Regions from separate parts of the Lactuca sativa genome. Here region 2 is linked to region 1. Evidence: chromatin contacts called from public Hi-C data. All regions are on one chromosome and are shown on one strand. The core of a region is the stretch at or near the end of the contact, and the rest is flanking DNA. Distances in the headings are between cores, read along the strand shown.

The links. Hi-C and Micro-C count contacts between places; a contact is called where the count stands out from the background.
Region 2: a contact with region 1 is called in a Hi-C map of seed, with 9 times the contacts expected there. The contact joins the promoter of LOC111908366 here to the promoter of LOC111902976 in region 1. A contact is called at or near these places in 2 of 4 Hi-C or Micro-C datasets (leaf and seed).

The regions. Positions count from the first base shown.
Region 1 is chr2:168,681,043-168,686,776 of Lsat_Salinas_v11, forward strand. LOC111902976 reads left to right here and starts at 2,789. Exons shown (of 1, transcript XM_023898772.1): 1 at 2,789-3,730. The coding sequence starts at 2,789. The coding sequence ends at 3,730.
Region 2 is chr2:168,823,591-168,829,592 of Lsat_Salinas_v11, forward strand. It overlaps LOC111908366 (vicilin-like seed storage protein At4g36700), which reads right to left and starts at 4,021. Exons shown (of 5, transcript XM_023904192.3): 1 at 3,654-4,021; 2 at 2,649-2,839; 3 at 2,346-2,429; 4 at 1,985-2,278; 5 at 1,134-1,892. The coding sequence starts at 3,975. The coding sequence ends at 1,302.

The sequences.
Region 1 (5,734 bases), core at 1,539-4,038:
AAAGTTATGATTTTTCTAAATTTCAGCGCAGCAAAGTGCAATACTAATATCAAAATTTAGAACGGTGAATTGTTAGGAAAAACAATCTAAATGAGAGTTGAAGATCTCACCCGTACCTATTTGTCGATATAAAGACAGTTGAGAACGGATATTGTATGAGAGGGTTATGATTTTTACATAGACTTTAACAATTTAAGCCTGTAAAAATATAACTTTAAAAATAAAGTCAAAATTAGCAGATGGAGTCTAAATGAAAGTTATAGATCTCGTTGATAACTGTGCGCGGATATTAACACGACGAAAAAGGAGCTCATATAAGCAAGTTATGGATTTTTTAAGAAATTAGTAAAATTCACGTGCAGCCATGCGCACTGACATACCACCCAAATCGCGACACATGGCATCATAAGAAAGTGACACATCACCCCTTCTGACCATATTTGTGGTGCCCATTTCAAAAATTCCTATAAATAGCTGCATTTCGTATATGCTGCTCATATCTTGCCCCTACAACCTCTCTCTCTCTCTCTCAATTCTCCATCCTGTAGCCCATGTTTCCTTAGTTTTCTGGTAGTCGGTAAAGCCATGCGACCCCCCCTTCTCTAAAGTACCCGACTAATAGTAGCTACCTAGACGAAGCTCCCGGGTCAGAGTTATGCCCGCATAATTCTAGGTTTTTGTTAAATTACTCTATAAGTCAAGTTGCTTATTTATTTTAAGTGTAACTTTTAATTATAGTCATAATCATTATTATGAACCTATAATTAAGATTTATCAGTGATTCTAAGTCATTATATTGATTGATCTACTTACGGGAGTGATGTTTAGATTGGATTTAGTGAGGTGTTTAAAGTGGGATTTCCAAACAATATATTATGTATACTAAATGGTACCTCCGATATGATCCTACATGGTTATTCCTTACTTAATAGATATTGATGTAGACATTGAGATTATTGAGGAATCTAGATTATCATTAAATAGTTGCAAGGATTATGAAACTAGACTAAGACTTAGTGCTTTATACATTTAGGTCTTTGAGAAGTGTTAAGGCGAAGTGTTGCCCTAACCCCTAGTCACCTACTTTGTCAGGTGAGTGTGTAGTTACTTTTAATAACATAATTTAGTAAAAGTATATATTAAATGTTATATGTTTGATTTATACTATGTGCTACTTTTATACCTTTAATAGTATGGCGTACTAGAAATTGTACTACACATAGTTTGCCTTTAGTAGAATTTTGGATTAGTTATAATAAGACATGCATAAGGTGTTTAGTTCCCAATAAGTTGGACATTATTTAGGTCTCATTCAGGGGTGGAGTGTGAGATCAGAGTGGAGTGTAGTAGTCCTCATCTTTCTTAGATGACTAAAAATGGTGGGTCCATATCAGACAACTAGCAAGTATGTCTGGTTCATTGACCAGAGTAGATGACAACACTTGACTATTCTAGGCGGTCTAGTGAATTACATTACTAGCGTGAACTTATAACCTACAGACATAGATAAAATATTTATCAATAACTCTAAACATTGGTTGCCTTTATATGACTTACACTGGCCATGGACTCCCCTAGCTGTGTAGTCAACCAGATACTCAAATGGTTTATCAGGTAGGGTGATTCCTCCAGATAGTGGTTGACTTAGGATTCGTGAGAATCAGTTGGGCTGGGTAGATGTCTTTAAGGATATTTATGTCATATTTTATATACCTATATTATATGTCAATGATTGTTTTGCAGGAATGATATTATGATTTATTATCATTAAATTATTATGGGCTTAAAAACCCTATGCATCTCATCAGGTTTCCCAAACCTGACCCACTCATTTTATGTGCATCACAGGTAGTGGATGTAAGGCTGTTGAAGCTTAGTTAGGTTGCTGAGTGAAATAAGAGATGTGCCTGTTATAGTATTTCAGGACCTTTTATATATTTACGCTGTAATGTATGTTTTAATATGAACAATGACATCCTCGGAATTTAATATAACGAAATAAATTTTGTTATCTCAATATGTTTTAATTAACTAGGAATTTCCGCCTCTCGATTAAATAAAGCATAAATAAAACGTTTTAATTGGTTATGAAAATTAGAGGATGTCACATTTGGTATCAGAACATTAGTTTAAGCGAACTAGGAAATTAGGTAAATTCTAGACTTAAACTTAGAAGCTAAGTAGGAACGGTGAGTTTTGCGATAGAATGATTTAGGGTAGATGCCTTAGTTGCTTTAGATCTTAACACTAGCATATTATAGGAAGAATGCTTTAACTGCTAATTATGTGCTAAATATGTATGTAGTAAGTAATATATCACCTTATTAAAACTACTCGCCTATACGACTATAAAACATCATGACAATCACGAGGAACGATAGAGTCGTCAATAATGAAGGAGTTCCAACACCTCAAAACGTCGGAGCAGGAGCTACTCAAATTTCGATGAAGAAAAGCTAGAGCAATGATGCGAGAAATGCTCGATCAACAACGACGTAATTTTAGGGAGCTCTTGGCTCAGGAACCAGCTAATAGGAGCGCCAGTGATCAATGAATCGGTGGTTGTTGAAAAGTCAACAACAATCCGATTCCTTCTCATCCGGAAATGGTTCAAGAAAGAAATAATGATGACTACGAAAGTTATCAAGGACCAAAGCAACCAAAGGTCCAAATGATTGATGAAACTAGGGGCTATTGTAAGTATAAGGACTTCAAGAATTGCAAGTCGTCGTCATTCAACAGGAAGGAGGATCCGGTGGGAGTAATGGACTAGATCTTGAAACTGGAGATGGCTTTTGTCACATGTGGTTGCACTGGCAAGATTCAAAACGCCTACGTTGTGAGGCAATTTAAGGTTGCATCGATCCGTTGGTGGAATACGTTGGGGAAAACATTAATCCCCAACAAGACATTGCAACTGAGGTGGGAAGAGTGTTTGACCCACTTCAAGCGGACTTTTTCTTCAGCTGAGGACATGTTGGATTTGGAGAATCAACTCCTAACGTTGAAAAAGGGAAGCATGATAGTTGATGAGTACACCGATGCTTTCACTGACAAACTGGAGTTTGCACTGCGAGTGGTCCCTGACGAACTGGCCAAGATTGATAGGTACTCCAAGGGACTCCCATGGGAGTATTATGTGCTATTAAAGCAGGCATCGACTTTTGAGCTGGCTATCTGGGTTGCAAATTCTGTGGAGAATATGATTACGAAAAGGACCACCGACAGAGCTGAAGTCGATGGGAAGAGGAAAGTTGATGGGTCCTCAGGAATCAAGAAGAAGAATAATAATAAGAAGAAGAAGATGTTTTTGAAGTCAAGCAGCAAGCCTGGAAGCAACCAAGAAGGGAAGTGGTGCGATCAGTGCAAGAAAAAACACTTCGAAGACTGTGTCGTTTGCTTCAAGTGTAAGAAGCCTAGGAATATTTCTACAAATTGCCTAGTGAAAGGAAAAGTTTGTTTCAGTTGTGGAGAGGAAGGGCACATGAACGCAGAGTGCCAAAAAGCTGTGAAGCAAACTTCTAGAATCCTGCCATCAAAGCCTAAGGGTCGAAGCTACCAGATGACTCTCAATGAAGCAAAGGAAGAGACAAATATTGCTTCAGGTACATTCTTATTTAATCAAATTCCTGTAAAGATATTATTTGATTCTCGAGCAGATCATTCATTTATATCGCATGAATTTGGTAGAAAACTTAGATTATCACCACTTAAGGCTAAGTACCCATAATCTTAGTAGAAGTAGCTGGTGGTAGGAATGTATATTGTAGTAATAAGCTAGAGGCCATAACTATTGACTTAAATGGAAACGAATTTCATCGAGAGCTTTTACCTTTCAAGTTAAGTGAGTTCAACGTACTTCTCAGAATGGATTGGTTGGGAGAAAACCTCACAAAGATTTTATGTGGACGGAAGATGGTACGTATTAATCCCCCTGGAAGAAATCCATTTGTTGTATATGGAGACAAGAGTAGAATAAAATTTGGAATCATTACGATGATGAAAGCCATAAAATTCCTAGTCAGGGGATATACGACATTCTTAGCATACATGATAGATGTGAAGAAAGAGAAGAAGGAAATGACTAATATATGTGTTGTGCGAGTTTTTCCTGAGGTATTACCAAATGAATTACCAGGATTACCACCAGAGAGACAGGTAGAAATCAGGATCGAATTATTGCTAGGTACGATGCTGATTGCAAAAGTATCGTATCGTTTAACGCCTACATAAATGAAGGAGTTAATGACACAACTCCATGAGTTATTGGACAAAGGTTTTATAAGACCTATTTCATCACCCTAGGGAGCTCCCGTATTTTTCATAAAGAAGAAAGACGGTACTATGACAATGTGTATTCACTATAGAGAAAATCGTTATCAGAGTACAAATCAAAATCATAGAATGTAGAACACTGGTGGATGTCGTGCGATCATACCATGCTTTTCTCCTTCAAACCAGAGGTACCTGAAACCATAAACATAAACTATAAGCACAAAGCTTAGTGAGTTCCCCAAAATACCATATACCATACATATAACGAGCCTAAACCAACATCCATCAGGCCTCGCCTGGTAGAAATCTGTCAATAACATGTGGTGGGCCTCGCCAAACACATTCATTGGGCCTTGAAAGTTATCGGGCCCCACCCAGTAGACATACCAACACATGAAAGAGTCATAGAGACAACTAGAATCCTATAACATAATCCAATGGGCTGTCATTGGTGCCTTTGACCCGTAAGTACTGTGAGAAGACTCAACTCTCAGACGATAATCAACTGCTATTGCTCTCGCTGCCGAACCACATGTGCTATACCCCTCCTAGACATTCATATAAGGTAAACCCTTAGTTCACCTTCCCAAAACTAATAGTTGATTAAAATTTAACTTAGGTTAAAGAGTCAACGGTTAACAGTAAGGAAGTCAAAAATCCATCAGCACCCTTTTATGTTGTAGGCAAAAAAACGACGAAATAGTCGACTGGTATCTGGTTGCCACACCGTGGCGACCTAGTGCTACACCGTGGGGACCAGTCTGAATGGCTTATTCAAGTTAAGCTACCCTTAAATCGTTTCCAATGGCTCAAAATCCTAGATCTACTCTTTTTCCAATATCTTGATGGATAAAGTTTCCAACTTTATCCATTAAGACACTATATTAAGACAATATCTCAAAACCTAGGTTCTAAAGGTCATTTAAGAGGTTTAACTCAACCATTAAGTCCTTAATCACAAAATACACAGACCCAAACTTTCCAGAAAGCTTCTATGGGTCCTAACGATCACTAAAAATGTAAACTTTATGGACATGCATGCCCCATGCATGTCCTCCCTCAAATCTAGGTCAAAAGAAGAAATGAGACCTAAAGCTCAAGCAAGATTTCCAAATCATAACCATTTCTCACATCTATGAGATATAATGTCCTTGGGACTCCTAAAAGTCATAAAGTTGCAAACTTTATCTCTTTGCTCCACTCAAAATTCAATAAAAGAGTTTATTAGGAAAATTAACTCTCGATATCTAAGGTGAAGATAAAAGACTAGATCAAGAGCCTTGAAATTGGTACAATAAGGTGCTTTCAGATGTTGGGGAGTATTGCTTGCTGGTCTCTTGCACAAATCTTCCTCTACTTCCCTAAAAATGACCAAAAGCTAGCAAATGAGCTCCAAAAGCTTCAAAAAAGATAAGGGTTAGGGTTTTTGAGGGTTTGAGAGTGATGGAGGCTAAAGATG
Region 2 (6,002 bases), core at 2,771-5,270, 140 kb after region 1:
ACTGGGAGACGTGAAAAGTACTGTAAATCTGGCTGAGTTCGGCTGGTAGGTCCAGCCTGTATGCTACCTTGCCCACCCGGGCTACAATCCTGAAAGGTCCAATGTACCTGGGGCCCAATTTGCCCCGCTTCCTGAACCGAATGACGCCTTTCCAAGGCGACACGTTCAGGAGCACCATATCCCCGACCTGGAACTCCAAGGCGACGCCTTTCCAATGTACCGGGGGGGGGGGGGGGGGGGGGGTCTTTTTTGGTGTGTGTTTTGTCTTTTCGTGTTTAATGGTTCTTACAAGGTTTTATATATATATATATATATATATATATATATATATATATATATATATATATATATATATATATATATATATATATATATATATATATATATATATATATATATATATATATATATATTGAAGTTATAATCTTTATTTGAAAAACATTTCAAATGGTTGAAGGTCTTCTTCTCATTGATGGTTTTAAATGTTCATTGGTGAAACTGTATTGTGGGTGTATTGTTAATTGGTGTTGATTATCTTTGTGGGTTTAATATTACTTGATCGATATTCAATAATCAGGTGTTGCTTATGCCGATGTTCTATAGCTCGATGCTATTTTTGTTTGTTGCTCATAAGTTCGTTGATGTTTTTACTAATTCATTGTTGTAAAGTTAAATTTGTTTGGATTCGGTTTCAAGAGTTTGTCTTGCAACAAGTTCGAATTTTGTTGTACATACTATGGGTTGTTGATATAGTTGGATACTTAATTAGCCTCTTGGTTATGCAAAGGTTCGATTATAATCCGTTGCCTTTTTTTTTTTTTTTTTTTTTTTTTTTTTTTTTTTTTATATGGATCGAATCACATATTCCAATATATTCATTTGTTCGTTGATGATGCTCTTCAAGTGCTCTTGTGGTTACTGTTGTGTGGGTCTCCGATATTCGATGTTATTACAGGTCGTGACACCTCTAAATTGTATACTATCGGTCTTAACTTCCTAAAGTCTTAATGTCTTGGCATTGATGCGTTCATCCTGATCTTAATTCTCACTAGAGGGCTTTAGCTGTGGGTGTGTTTCGTGGTGCTATTCCAATTCTAGTGTTTTGCTATAGTAAAAGAGAGTTTATTATACTATAAACCATAAAACCTTCTATGTTTATTTAAGCCAATGACATCGATATTATGGTCACAATTTGGTTGCCCACACAGTTTGACCTCTTTTATTAGTAAACAAGTTCATTAGATGTTCATAGAAACAAACATTTCTTCCTACGTACTTTTTATCCATCCTCACATTCCCCTTCATTCGATTCCACGACCGTTGCTGCCACCTTCCCCCTCCCCCACTCTTCCTCTCTCAGCCGCCTCATCCGCCTCTCTCTGCCTCCTTTGCATTTCTTCCTCTTCCCTTCTAGCTACTTCTCCTTCTCTTTCTTTCTCATCATGCCTCCATCCTCCTCCACCTCCTCCCTCCCTTTCCCTACCAGCTTCTTCTTCCTCAGCACACGACGTGCATTCATAGATGGCGTATTCTCTTTGAGCAGACAAAAGTTGATCAATTGTCGTGTTCCTGACATTAAAAGACTTGGTCAACACTTTTTTACCCAGCTTCCTGAGAATCGACGATTTTCCAGCTAGATATTGAGGATGATTTTTCTTTGATGTAATCGTGAACACAATGAAAACAAAGGAGTCGTTATTGAAGGATATTTGAGCCATCGGATGATATCTTGGCACTACAAACACATCACCTTCTGCAACTCTAAACTTTGAGTTCTTGCATAATGTTTGCTTCTCAATGGTAGGACAAACCACTGTAATCATTCCTTCTCCATGCAACACAACAGCTACCTCATCGCCATTTGGGTTCCAATGAGGTCCCATCATCACTCCCTTTAATTTGGAACAATAAAACACATAAAAAACATCATTTAGATTATAAAACCTTTCAACATTCTGAAAGAAACAAGTTTCCAACAACTGACCTTGGTGAGATTCACCATTACAACACCGAAATCAGTATCTTTCAACACATCCAATTGTTTTCTTGTCACAGTTGTACTCCATCCATAGCGATTTTCAACATCACGATCTGCCTTAAGAATATTGTATGCTTTCTTATCGTTTTCGACTTCGAAGAATCCATCATTCTTGGATCCAATGAAAGCTCTGATAGCTCGAGAACCAACTTCCCACATGGATGTATTCGTTTCAGGTTGTCCTTGCACAATCATAGATTGCTTCCCTTCTCTTAGCTCTTCTATCACTTCCTCCGACACCTGAAAAAGTTTAATGGCTTAATTTTGCTCTTAAACATAAGAGTGAGTGAGTGATCAGTGAGTTTACACTCAGGGATGACTGAAGGACTTTGTCATCAAACCCTAGCAGTAGATCTTGAACACTGGCGTAAGCTTTGGCGAATTGTCCGTTCTGCATTATGATGTGTAAATATGATCAGTCAATGTCTGATTACGAAACTAATAAAACAAAGATAAATTCAAGAGATTCAGAGTATATATATGCTTCTGTGTGTTTATATATATATATATATATATATATATATATATATATATATATATATATATATATATATATATATATATATATATATATATATATATATATATATATATAAGTTGATGCTCATACTTGTAGTTGGTCATCTGCAGCTGAAAAAATGGCGTAAATTTCAAGTTTCTGGGGGTCTTGGTAGTGTATGTCGTTTTGCAAGTAAAAAACAGTTTGGGGAGTCAGTCTGTAGATGTCTCCCTTCTGCAACTTTACTGTTCGGAGCTTATCGTCATCTTCCTCGACATTCATCCAGTTCAGAGTTCCACTGCCTGATCATATAACAAAGTACTCTTTATTAATTCAAATAGATACATGTTACTAAATACAGAAAGTTATTTTAGTAAGATTTTAGTTTCGGTTTTATTTATTTTTGTATTATCAGTACTACAAGTTATATTCTTTGACCAAGTGTTGTTTAAAATTATTTAAAAAAAATATTAAATAAAAAATAAAAAATTACATCAATTATGTAGTAAACTGGGTCGTTTGTTTTAAAAAGTATATATATTATCTCATTTGTACATTTTTTTTAAAAAAAATTCGTGTTTAGTAAGAATATTTTTAGAACTTTTAGCTTTTAAAAAAAATTGTTTAAAAATTACGAGCTTAAAATTTTATTTTAGGTAAATAAGTTTATAACTTAAAAAGTATTTAAAATTGCTGTTGATTTTTTTTTTTATAAGTTTGTAGGTTTTAGTTTATCTTATACTAAAGATAATTTCATATATAATTATTCAATTTTCTATTTTAATAAAAGGCCATTCTAACTTTTGGCTGAAATTTTAAATAAACTGTAATTCTTTTTCTTAAAAGATTAAACGGTTAACTTCTTTTTTTAAACAGCGAAACTAATAATTTTAAATATTCACTAAACCTTAAAGTCTTACACTATTATATAATATTGTTTTATGATTTTATTTTGTTTTATTTTTTCTTTTTTGAGTCGGAGAGTTCAAAATTTAAAGTCGTGTCTATAAACACTTGTATATCAATGATCAATCTTCAAAAAGTCACACACAATTGTGGATTTGAGATATATAAAGTGGTCTGGAAATCGAGTTTAGGAACGCATATATATTATACCTGAATTAACATAGAAAACCATTTGTGAATAAAGATGAACAGGAAGGAATAGAGAGTTAGCGTCCATGGTAATAAAATGGAGGTGGTAGCAACCATTTTCACCATCACTAATCTTAACGCCTGAGACTTCACCAAACTCCGACGACTCTAAAGGCCACCTCTCTTCTTTCCTCACCGTAGGTCCGTCACTCACCGGCACAGTACCGCCGTGAACACCACCAGCTAAACCTGTTGCTGCAATTGCATGCGGGAAGTGGGGAATGAAAGGTACTAGAAAGTATGCAAAGATTACAAGTCGAAGTGAAAAAGAATTGTCCCTCATTTTCGTAAATGTTTTTTCTTGAAAGTGTGCGTGGGGTGATAATTGATAAAGGCGTTAAATAGAGGGATCAGTGTCGTGTGACGTGGCATTGGGTGTTGGACACGTCAATGGGAGGTGGTGCGAAACGGGTGCACCCTCGATTCATAGTGTTGGTCGTATTCGGGTTTTACATGCAGTGGTTACTCGTTATAGGCATTTTCCAGCTCTTTCTCTTTTTGGAATTAATGGTTTGAAATTATATGAAATTTTTTTACTTTTTATCCTTAAATTTATAATTTTTTGTTTATATTTTTATCTTATGTATTTTTTTTTTCATATTATACATATTCAAACAGAAAAATCATATAAATATGTATATTAAAAAAATATATACTTAGGGTAACGGGTAAAAGTGTAAAAATATTATAAATTTAAGGATAAAAACGCATAAAAATGGTAAACTTAAGGTTTTTTTGCGAATTTAATATAATGGTAATCTGAAAAACCTGTTATCACCGGTAAAAGGATAAAACCGAACATTTTTTCAAAAATGTTTGGGTGAAAATGGACATAAATTTCAACTTTGAGCAAAACCGACAAAACCTTCAAAATTTGATGGTTTTTATGACATTAACCTTATAAAATATTCTGCAAAAAAAAACAAAAAAAACAAACGAATATTTAAGAAGTGTTAACTGATTTCTTCATAGTATGGATACGCAAAATGACAATTATCTTTCTCGTAATTGAATACAATAAATTTTATGTAAATTTGTTTAACCCGTCAACATAAAATATAACAAATGTACCAAATTCTCATGCGCCAACAATCGCACTTTTAAAAAGGGAAATGTAATTTTGAATCAAACAAATTAAAATAAACTTTATAATGCTCAGATCAAAACACTGTACAAAAATATTATTTAATTAATAAACATAATAAAAAATCAAAGTAAACCTTAAAAATACAAGGGCTGGTATGGGTTGTCAGTCGATCTTTACTCTTTGTATTGTGGCTTTGTGCATCTCCATGAAAGACAAAAAAGGACTTCAATTTGAATTTAAGGATTCATATTTTAAAAGATGCAACAATAATTAATATAATCAACTTTAATTTTAAATGTCACCACTAAAAAAATAATTGAATAGCTTAAATTACGGAGGATTCATTAATAAGGACACCGTCCATCCAAAAGCCTAACATTCATTGGTGAGTGTCATTTTTAGTAAAATTGTCCAAGACATAGAAGTTTACTCACATGCCGATTAGGCAGAAAATAATTTTTTAGTGTCTAAGGGTCCCACATGGTCAGAATTTTCTTATGACTATTCCTATTGACGGTTTTGGCCAGCATATGTTGCCATTGGAGTATCGTGTCATCCCCAAGTATCGCCTTATGATCCCTTTATTTCCGGCTGACAAGACTTGCCCAGTTTGTAACAAGGCATGCTTGGACTCCTTTGGGGAGCATGCAGTTCATTTTAAAGAGCTCCCAGGTTTCAAGTACCGACATGATCTAGTTAAGGATGTTCTTTTGGACATATTTAGGCGTGCTGAGGTTTCTGCCAAGAAAGAGGCACATGTGAACTTTTTGACTGATCCATTGGAAGGAAGATCAACACTTAGATCAGCTGATGTTTTAGTATTTGGATAGGCTGGAGGAAAGCATGCATGTGTCGATCTAACAAGGGTTTTCCCTCTTGTGGGCTTGTGGAGTGGGGTTTTCACTGTAGGGCAAACTGTTTTAAAAGTTACATCAAGCAAAAGTGGCAAAACATGAGAAAGCGTGCATGTAAAATCAACACACGTTTATAGCTTTTGCATTTGATACTTCACTTTTCTTGTGCCAGAAGTTGTGGAGCTATTCAATAGAGTTCAACGGGTCATGCATAATAATGTTATGACCCTAAGATCTATAGATGTTGTTTTTTAAAAGAATTAGGTTTGCCATCCAAAAGGGGTTGCGGCATAGCTTGTTGCTCGTTTACCCGCTACGTCTATGTAAAATTTTGTTCTTTATTTAACTTATATAAAAATTAAAAGTTGA